Linked DNA regions of Mus musculus: region 2 is linked to region 1. The links are chromatin contacts, called in public Hi-C maps. All regions are on one chromosome and are shown on one strand. Each heading gives the region's core, a stretch centred on a gene start, on an enhancer-like site or on the middle of the called end of the contact. The rest is flanking DNA. Distances are from core to core; before and after follow the strand shown.

Region 1 (5,404 bases), core at 2,519-5,018:
CATTGGTAGGTGCCAGAGATGCTGCTTAACACTATGAAGCACATAGGGCAGTCCCAACGAAGAATTACCCAGTACCAAAAATTAGCAATGCTAAGATTAAAAAAAAACCCTAAGGTAAATTTAAAGCTCAATAGTCTCTTTCCAGAAGCCACTGGGATTTGATTCCCTTCCCCTGCAAATGATTTAAATGCTCTTGCCTTGGACACAAAACAGGTACCACAGAAGACAAAGGATGTTGGGGCCTTCACATCCCTTTATTCTTTGAATTTCAGTTCACCAGTCCCTGTGTTTCCTACACTAGACCCATGGTGGCAGAGGAGAGAACCTGCCAGGCAGGAGTCAGAACTACATCCTCTTCCCATTAAAATTATTTTATTTTTATCTGTGTATTGGAACTATATGTTTGTGTGAGTTCTGGTGTCCAGGAATGTACAGAGTTATTAGATCCTGTGAAGCTGGAGTGACTGGCAGCTTCACAGAGGCCATCACTGTAAGTGTAAGTGCAAGCCATACAGTTTGGATGCTAGGAACTAAACTCTAGTCCTTTGCAAGAGTAGCGTCCTCCTTAAACACTTCTCAACCTGATACATCGAGCCTTGGTTTTATCATAGTAACTACTGAACAGAGCAAACTTACTTTCTCTGTTCTACGCAGCATCTTGCAGAAGTTTGACACACTCTACATATTCAATAAATACCAGTGCAACCCATGTTACTTCTGGAATATAAATGGCTTTTGCTTTTCTGATACAACCTCATCAGTTGAAATAAAGGCACCTGAGTAAAGTGTAAACCTCTGACCATTGTGGGCAATGGAAACAAAGAGGGTGCCCAGTGCTTCTCAAGTTGCTACCATACAGCTGATGCCAGTGTTACCCTTGAACCTTTCAGCTTCTGAAAGTTTACTTGGCCACTGGCAGCAATAGCCACAAATGGTAAGCATGCTGCCACCTTTCCTCTGACTTGGAGATAGTGAATGAGACTTGGGAATCAGACAAGGAAACTTCTGTCACTTTGGACTTGGTGTATCATCACTCTTCTCTCTGAAGTGGTGAAACACCTGACCAAAACAAGGGACGGGTTATTCCCAACAAGGTGGGAGAGACAGGAGGGCACATTATATCTACAGTTAGAAAGTAGGGAGAGGTGAATTCTCTTACTTAGCTAACTTTCCCCTTTCCAGTCTGGGATCTCAGGCCATGGGATGGTAGGATCCACATCCAGGGGAGGTCTTCCCACTCCAGTAAACCCAAAGGAGACCTACCCAAAGGCTTGTCTCTTAGGGTATTACAAATCCTGTTAGGTTGACATTATTAGCAATCACATTTGAATTAGAGTAAATGTATTCAGAGCCATACTTGTCTGAGATCTGAGGGACAGGGGCATATGTCCTCAGTTGATTGACAGTATCTATTGCCTACACAGCATTAGCTGATTTGGGCCTTGCATGGCCTTTCCCCTACTGTTTTTCTCATTTGCTTGGTGAGCCATTTATATGTCTTCCTGTTAAAACCTCTGTCCTCAGCCGTGGAATACTCAAACACCATGCAAGCTGCACTGCGATGCTGCTGTTCTGCTTTACAGCATCCTGAGAGCCCACAGGAAAGAAGCTCTCTGGGGACAGAGCGCAGCTCTGGCTACATTTTCCACTCAGAGGTTCTTCAGCCCACTCGTCCTCTGCTAGCTTTATGGGCCTGGTGAAGAGTGAAACAAAAGATAAAAGACAACAGACTCATGGCTATGCAGTTTCTGGTACTGTTTGTTGCCCAGTCGGCGGACTCAGAAGGCTATGTTCATTTGCTTGCTGGATTCTTCTTTTCAGTGTCATGGGTGTGAAATGAAAATATAAAGACTGTGTAATGTCATATTTACTGTCATGTGCCTAGGGTAGAGATGCTGGAGGGAAAAAAACAACAACCCTGGTTTGTTGGTAAAACCAGCACCCACCCTCAAATATGGGTGGAGAATTTGTTGCTTTTTTTTTCTTTTAAATCTCTGTTCTCCAGTTCCATGTTTGCCTCTCATCTTCCCAGGGAGCCACAGAGAACTCCTATTCTAAAATTCAAATTTTGTGGGACATCTTGTAGCCTCTTGCATGAAAGCAACTACCATGATGGGAGTGATATTAAGCAGCTGGCTCTATGAACTTTCCCAATTTTTTTTTCTAAACCTTTAGCCTACATAATCCTCATGGGGCGCTTTTTGGGTGGGTGCTGTTGGGACGCTGTTCAAAAGGGTTAGTTGGGCCAACAGCAAGATGGATACAGCAAGTCTATGTACTTAGCAGGCACAACCCCCCCTAATACCCTGGATACTTCATCTCCAGTGACTGCTAAAACTTCCCTAACTATTAATCTTCAGGAGCTCTGTCACCAGTTCAGGCCTGAGCACAAACAACTGCCCCTCAAAATAGGCCTTCTGAAGCTATGCCTCACCTTGATTTCATATTGCACAGCCGGGAATAAGCTTGAGCCTTTGCATTTTAATACAGAGAAAGATAAACCTTAAACTGTGTAGAGATCTTTATAAAAGAAATCTTCATTTTTGTGTCAGCATAAGACAGGACAGTCCTAATTCAATGTCATCTTTATAAATTGGTACTGTCGGTGATGTGCGCATCCTCTTTAGGTATGAGTGCCTGCCACTTTGCACTCTGCCCATGGGTTTGTCTTACAATTGCCTGTCTCCACCATCATGCCTCCTATTCTAATTTTAAATAGCTGCTTAATTGTCCATCTGGCTGGTAGGTCTACTAACCACTACCCTACTTTCATCTCTTGTGTTCTTTGAAAACTCCTTAATAATTTCTGCCTGTGGTTTTATTACTTCTAGATGCTTGTGTGCATTATTTGCTTAAAATAACTTGGCATTGTACAGTACCATCAGACTGTCGCCCTCAGTATCCTTTCCTAGCTATCCTTTTGAGGTAAACGGGACCTCAACAGTTTCCTGTTTTCCCCTGAGGACTCTGCTTATGTGATTCAGTCCTTGATGTGCCCTGTGGATTGGGTGTGGTTATTGGAACTATTAACTCCGTGGCTCTCCACAGAGCAAGCCTGGAATAGTAATGAGAACGCTGCATGACTAGTTTAGAGGAATACAAAATAGCTCAAACGAGAAAAAATGTTTAATGTTCTCTCCACAAAGAAATGATAACTGCTAGAGGCGGATATGCTAATTACCCTGATTTATTAGACTCTGCCCACATGTATAAAACATCACACAATACCCCATAATATGCACAATTACTGTGCATCAACTCAAAGGTCTTAAAATTTTAAACGTTCAATGTCAGTGCAGCAACTGAAATCATTATTTTCTTGCTTTGCTGTTTCCCCGCTCTGGGTCTTTTGAGCTAGGGAATAAAGCAGAGATGGTAGAGATCTGTGAGCTTCCACTTTTAGCAGCTAGCTAACACCTATGAAAAGAACAATAACCACAATCTTTTTTTTCAGTTCTAGGAAATTCATGTAGCAGAGAACGGTTGCTTAAAATGCAGATGTATCAGACAATTCTAGAGGTACTTCAGCCATTCACCTACTTTAACAGGGAACTGAGAAAAGGCAAGGAACTGCAGCTAATCGCCCAAGTCAGCAACACTGCTCTATCCTGCTCTGTGTTTTCTGTGCCCTTGCTCTTTTCTCCCAGAGCTCCCCTACTAAGAAGCAAAATAGCCCAGAGAGCCTTAGAAAGCTGGCCTGCATCCCCTCTATGCAGGAGCCGCCAATGCACAGGCTCTCGGCCACCAGAGGGCACTGTGTGGCCAGAAAGAGATGGCTGCTTGGTTCTGCAGCTGCCTCCAAGCCCGGCTCTGAAAAAGCCTCTTCGGATTCATGGAAACAGAACTTGGTGGAAACAGCGCAATTTAGAAAAACAAAACCAGCCCACGTCTCTTCCCACTCACAGGTTTTATAGTCCATCAGAACCCGCCCTCCGCTGTGCTCTTCAGCAGAGTGACTCAGCCACCCATCAAACAGATGACCCCAGCGTCCACCTGAGATTTTTTTTATAACCAAGCTTTAAACATCCTTCTGAGGTTGAACAGTGAAATCACTAGAGCAACGTCAGCCAGAGCCACCATGACAGTGGGCTTGCTGCGTGCTCTGCCTTGGGCTTTCCATCTTTTCTACATTCACACTGGTGCCAATCATACTTCTGTCTTGTGGCCTTCCAAATAAGGAAGCTTTGAACCTGAATGAGAAGCCAGCACTGTTGTCAAGACTGATCTTGCTGCAGAACCTAGACACCTGCTGCTTGCTGAGTCTACAGTCAGTCCATGGAAATTACAAGTCTGGCTGATATACTCATGATATGCTTCAGATATTCACCTCCTGTATCCTGCAAGTCTCTGAATATGCAAGTCTCACACCAGGGTCAGGCTGGAATTACTGAGGATAGAAAGTAACTCTAACTGGTGTCCAATGAGAAAAAGGAAATTGGTCAAAACTCATAGGCTGACTGAAAATGTCATGCTTAAAATAATAATAATAATAATAATAATAATAATAAAGCGTGAAAAGGCAGACCCTTCTCACCAGCTCGATCTAGACCTACGATCTCTTCTCTACTGGTTCCCCAGCTTAGATTGCAGGGGACTTTGGAGAAGTGTGATCTTGTCTGCATCAAAATGTTGAGTCAGATTTCCCCTGGGATTCCTGTGACTGTGAATGCTAAACACAGAGGGGCTAGCTTCTTGGGGACCCTGAGCACATATTTCTGGAGAGAAAATGAAGACCCTAGCAGGAGACTCTATACTGCACTTTGTCTCTGGAGTGAGCTGGAAGACCGAATCCTCACCCTGCTGTCTCACCTTGAGATTGGACTTGTTGCTCCCTTTCTCTAAATCTTAGGTTCATTTTCACTTGGAAAGCAATAACGCGACTCAGTGGGCTTTCTGGCTCACTCTTACTTTAACAGCAATCACCTGCTTTGCTGTGTAGGCTGTGCTGAGGCACATCCACAAATCTCTACTCTCTCTTTTTATAATATTTTTATAGATTATTGAGAATTTCTCATCATGCATCCCATCATATCCATATCCCAGTCTGTTGCCCCTCTACCCCTGTGACACCCTCCACCCCCAAGAAAGAAGGAAAAAAGAAATCCAATTTATATTGTCAGATACTCACGGGGCCTGATCAAACTCCCAGTGGCCAGAGTCTTAAAGAAAACCATTTCCTTCCCCACACACCCCATACCAGAGTCATTAATTGTGAAGAGCCTCACTTTAGCATCTTAATCACAAAAAGTTCTTTTTGATTGCTTTCTGTTTAGGCTGTTACCTTTGAGAGTGTATGGAGTTGTCATATAGGCCTTCTTTTACCTGAGTCTACAGTCATCAGTACCATGGTAAAAGTAACTTCCTTGCCCTTTACCATAAATGGAAACACAGATCGAAGACTTGC
Region 2 (5,413 bases), core at 359-2,858, 660 kb after region 1:
CATAGAGGAGGAAGCTGAGGAGCAGAGGTGCCGATGGCTTATCTCCTGGCTAATGGCTGACCAGCTGCACAGTGCAGGAACCTTGTATCTCAAGCAAAGCATGAACCTGAACAACTCTGTCCTCCCCTCAGAACTAAGCCAGAGCTTAGGCACTTTGCATATGCTACCTCTGCTTACACAGCAGCGAGGGAAATCCGATCTGGTCCTGACCCACAGAAGCTGTAGCGCAAAGAGATCACGTGGCTTGCCTTAGATGACAAGGCTAAAGAGCAGTAGGCAATCTGCTCTCGGGTCCTCACTGTCCGAAATGCAACATCATTCAGTGGGGCCATATATAGCCACACTAGACACAGCGATCTGAACCGGGCAAGGTTAAGCCTCAGAAGGACAGAGAGAGGAGGAGAGGAAGCACGAAGAAACACAGAAACAGTGCACACATCATGGGATAGGCTGCCATGATGGTCACAGCAACCACACACACAGAGCCTAGAAGGCCTTCCTGACATCTAAGCCTGGCATCCTCGAATCTGAGGTAAAGGCGTTGGGTGATGTGCCTTCTCTGGACTGAGCCACACCCCAATCCTATGCACACCACAAGGATAGCAGCTAGGCCACAACACCACCTATCTGCAGTGAGCTGCAACCTCTCTCGTTAGACACACACTTGTACCACACGGCGCTGTACTGGACCAGCAGGATCCAGAGGAAACACAACAGTGCAAATTTCCAGTTTCCTGTGTTAAGAAAAATCAAATGAACCCTGCAGAGACAGCCATGGCCCACTGCACCTCTCTATACATGCATCTGATCCCCAGTCACATGGCTCCTCTGGGCTCCCCAGGGGACCAGCTGCTCTGCTTCTGTGCTGTCCCAAGAACCCTGACAGAGGCTGGTAGTGAATCTTCACTGCTGTACTCCTTGCCAGAGTCTCAGTTCCTTAAAGATAGTCCCTAACTCACTTGATTTGCATTCCCAGAGCTAAGTCCAGTCCTTAATAGGTAGGCAGTCAATGAATATTTAATGAATGAGTAAGAATCAGAGGCTACATTGTAGTGCACTATCATTACAAAATAATTAAATGGGGAGGGTGTTTAATATAATGGAGTTCTGCAAGAGACAGCAATGGCACCCACAGTGCAGTATGACCATTTCATGCCACTTGGCTGCACACTTAAATGTGGTGATGGGTAAATCTGGTATTATGGGTATTGTAACCACAATGTCTCCAGAATTTTATCCAACTCTTAAAATATTTTTAGTTAACATACAAAATCATGGGTTTCACTATAACATCTTCACACAGAATCATCATGTCTTACTCAGATTTGCCTGAGTGTCTCCTTACAGCACAAAGGAGTGGCCTGTCTCACAGTGGCTGCCTTCCTAGCTTGGGCTGATGGCTCCACTCTCTTCCAGTGCCCACAGTGGAGAGGAAGCAGCCCCAGCTCGTGGGTGTCAGACCCTCTGGGTGTTGCTGCCTCTCTACCACCCTGCAGACTCTAAGCCTCATCGGATGCCATTTTAGCACCAAATCAAGCACCAAATGAGCGGTGGCTTTGCTGGGGGGGAAACGGCAGGAAGGATGTGGGCGGCAGGATGCGGGGACAGCAAATGCTTAAATGAAAGTCAACCCCAAGGGACTTGTCTGAGTCCTGAAAACCAGATGGGTCTGGCTATCTATACAGAATGCACCAAGCTTTGCCGTTAGTCATTATGGCCCCGCCTTCAATAAATCTCCTTTCAAGGATTGGAGAAGGGGGCACTCAGATTATAATTACCAATTCAGACCTCTCAGAATGGAGAAGGTTGGTGCAAAAACCTATTAACTCTGGGTCAAGAAGAAACAGGCAAAAAGAGAGCTGACTTGGAAATTACGGCAGGGTGGGGGTGGGGGTGAGTAAAAAAAGAGGACGTAGGATTAATTTTAGGATTAATTAACAAGTGCAAAGAAATTTTGAGAAACTAAAAATACCTTAACAAAAAGCAGAGCAGCTAACTTAAATTCTTAATGAACACAACAAATGGAGAAGTGAGGGAGGACGCACCCTTTAAATATCCCTCATCAAGGTCTGTGGCAGCACAGTTACCTCACATGCACATCTCAGGGCGCAGGGCTCGTGAGCCAGAGGCTCCAAGCAGCAGCGACGACGGGGACTCAGCCACACACTTCTAAAACTCCCCTCTCCTAACTTTCGAAACCAAACTTCAGTGAGTGGCTTTGCTTCGTGCTTAGCTTCTTCATCCCGGTGACCATTCAACACATAAAGCGTCTTTTGCCTATGAAACTTCTAGTAACCCGGTCAGGTCATAAAATACCACACTGGTAAATTCAGCAAACTCTTTACACGTTCCCCTCCCTAGATTGTGCTGTTTCTACGGACTGTCCTTTGCTTTCTGTAATGTCTTTTTCGTCTTTGGTCTCTCCCAAGCATCTTTGCAAGTCCTCCGATACAGGGGTCAGCAAAATTGCAGCAGTAGCCCCGTTTCCTGTTCCAGAGTCTCCTTTGAGTGGCTGCCTCAGTTTAGGGAAACTTCCCTTATCAAGGATAGCAGTTCTATGTCTACTTCTGGCTCACACTCATTTAGACAGCAGCCACTGCCCTCTAAGACCTGCCTGGGTAGCACGGCAGCTGCAGACAGCTGCAGAATGAGCACATCCACCATGCCCCGCCCTCCAGAGCCACCAGATGAAAACAGAATCTCCCCTGCCTTGGCCTAATGGTCCCTAAGACCTGTCAATCACATTGCCACAACCTTCTTCTGCCCCACTCCAAACCATTCCAAGCACAAAGTTCAAGTTCATGTCTTGTCTCAGCTTTCCCAACAGCAGGTTCCAGTCTCCTCCCTGCAGTCTGCTGTAAGTGCAACCGTAATTCTGGGGCGTGAAGACTACAAAGCCTCCGTCAGTCTGGCCCTGGTGGCAGCCTTCAGGTCACATTGTAAGTGTGAGTACAGTATGAACTGAGTGCTGGAAGTAGTCTCCAGTGCTTCAAGTCTGGGCATGAACGCTTCTACTATTCTCATCTGACGGATGAGGAAAGCAAAGTCTGGGGAGTGGAAAGAATTTCCTGAGTTAACGTGACCTTTGGTAACAGCTTCAGCATCCACAAAAGTGACCTGCCTGGAAACTGCGTTCTCTGCTCCCCTGATGCCCTTGTCGTCCACTGCCGTAGCCTCGTACCGCGTCTCCTGCTTCTCCTGGACCAGTGCTCACCACCACAGCATCTGACCAGACCACTCCCCTTCTGCAGCTTATCTTGTTTTGGTTGCTTCTCTGTGCAACCCCAGTGCCTGCAGCGTAGGCTCGCTCTTCCCTGGAAGTCTTGGTGGACACACCATGGGTCTCCATTGTGAAAGCCACCTTCACTCATGCATGCTGACTGGGGACCAGCGTGGTTAGAACAGAAACCTCAAGTGATGAGTCCCCATCTTGTTGTCTAGTAGACAAGATAGAGCACAGACCAGAATGAACCCCCGAGTGTGCTTCAGGCTAATGGCTCCATTCCTGAGGGGGCCAGCAGATACCCATAGCAAGGACAATGACCCCAGCTTTTAATTAGCACTTACAAGAAAGCTTCCTGCTGCAAACATATCCTTCCTCTCAGTCTGTGAGGTGAAAAATCAGAATGTCAATGTAAGAGTCTTTCCTCCTTGACGTATGAACTCCCTGGGATTATATCCCCAGTCATGGTACAGAGCTAGGAATAGAAAGGAAAAAAAAACAAAAACTGAAGAGAAGGGTTCACAGGAGGGACCTGTTCAAAATGAACCTGGGAGCAGGTGACCCAGGACCCTGGGAACAAGGAAGGAAGGAGGGACTAGGCCCATGCATAAAAGAAGGAAAGAAAGCCAGGTGGTCATCCAGGAGGCAGCAGGCTCAGTGATGTCAGACAGGTAGAAGGAAAAGAGATGTCTAATCGCCAAGTATCTGATGATTTATAATTTTCAATATTTTTTGCTGCTATTGAAGGTGAAGATGACATAAAACTAACTATGTTCAAATGGAAAATTCAGTGGCACTAAGTATGTTCATGGTAGGGTGCAACCTCTGCCGCTCACCAACCTTTCACCCCAAAAGGAAAGTGCTTATCTACTAGGCAACTGCTCCTGGATCCCCAGCCAGGCCCTGTGGCCTACACAGCTCCCCAGTTTCTGTGGATCTGCATAGTCAGAAGATTTAACTTGGAGAGTCAAACTCTTCACCTGACCTGCTCCTGTCAAGGAGCTCAGGGCTCACCCAGGTTGCAACGTCTCGCAGCACGTTGTTCCCTCTTGTGACTGAATAAGACAATGCAGTCCGGTCTATTCCACAGCTCACTGCTCCACTAGTCAGCTGATGGACACCGAGCTGCATCCCCAGTCAGCACTGTGAGCAATGGTGCTGTGGACGTGTGTGGTTGTGTGTTTTCAGCTCTGTGTGAGAGTCTAGGCCTGAAAGCAGAATGGCGGGATCACGTGGTAACTCCATGTTTAACTTCCAAGGAGTTACAAATCCCCATTTCTCCATGTCTTTGCTAACACATGTTACCTTCTAGGGTTTTCTTTCACAGGTACCTTAGTGGATATACAGGTCTCACACCATGGTTTTGACTTATATCCAATAACTATTTTCCAAGCATAGCTATGGTCCACTATTAAAAACTATTACTGTTACTTTTTAAAAGCTGAGTTTTCCAGTGCTCCACAAAGGCGCACATGCTATGCTCAGCTCTACTGCTGGTCTATTCACATCTGTCTTCCTGAGGAACCGTGTGGCCTTTAAAACCCGGGTTGTAACTTAATAATCATTTACTAAACATCTAGTAAGGCCAAGAGCTAGCTAAGACACAGGTACACAGCAGTGAACAGAACTTGGTCCTAATGAAGAAAATCATTTAAGTCACTCAGTACGAAGAGTCGGGCTTACAGGCTGAGGAAAATGTTCCCAGCAGAGAGACAATGGAAGCTGGAGCTGGTGAGCCACAACAGATCTGATCTACTGGTCCTAGACATGGGTCTTGGGGAGCCTCTGCACTCCATGCCCTTCATCTTTGCTGCTGCTTTAAAGGGAGAGCCAGATGTAGATAAGGAGTGCCACATAAAGGAATCAGGCATCCACTTCTGGGGACAGCAAGAAGTCACCCAAGAGCAGTGGCAGTTGTCATCCAGCAGTTTCCCCTTAGCTGTTTTGGAGGGAATTCTTGGCCCCAGGTTGACAGGATGGCCACAACTGTGTGTGTGTGTGTGTGTGTGTGTGTGTGTGTGTGTGTGTGTGTGTGTGTGTGTGTGTTGTGCACCGCAGCTGTAAGGAGTAGCAAGAGCGCCAGCATCCTGAGAGCTTGACAGCAGAGCGGTGAAGAACATGGGTTCCGGACATGTGCTAGAACAAATCAACAGAGGAAAGAAACCAGCAGAGGCTCCAACACTCTCATTA

What was found. A called contact is a pair of places that touch in the nucleus more often than the background predicts.
Region 2: a contact with region 1 is called in a Hi-C map of the N1E-115 cell line, with 5 times the contacts expected there. The contact joins two enhancer-like sites. A contact is called at or near these places in 4 of 484 Hi-C or Micro-C datasets (the HPC-7 cell line, the N1E-115 cell line, cerebellar granule neurons and 1 more) and 1 of 115 datasets of contacts at active chromatin or transcription factors (large pre-B cells).

The regions. Positions count from the first base shown.
Region 1 is chr15:72,202,398-72,207,801 of GRCm38.p6, forward strand. No RefSeq gene overlaps it. Among named protein-coding and RNA genes, the nearest start is that of Gm23217, 50 kb to the right of the region's middle. Within about 2 kb of position 3,769, at least 21 of the 459 cell types and tissues checked have an H3K27ac peak or open chromatin away from gene starts, as enhancers often do. A contact at or near this core is called in the N1E-115 cell line, where this site is marked.
Region 2 is chr15:72,864,078-72,869,490 of GRCm38.p6, forward strand. The region is part of intron 16 of Trappc9 (trafficking protein particle complex 9); the gene reads right to left. Among named protein-coding and RNA genes, the nearest start is that of Gm41343, 35 kb to the left of the region's middle. Within about 2 kb of position 1,609, at least 86 of the 459 cell types and tissues checked have an H3K27ac peak or open chromatin away from gene starts, as enhancers often do. A contact at or near this core is called in the N1E-115 cell line, where this site is marked.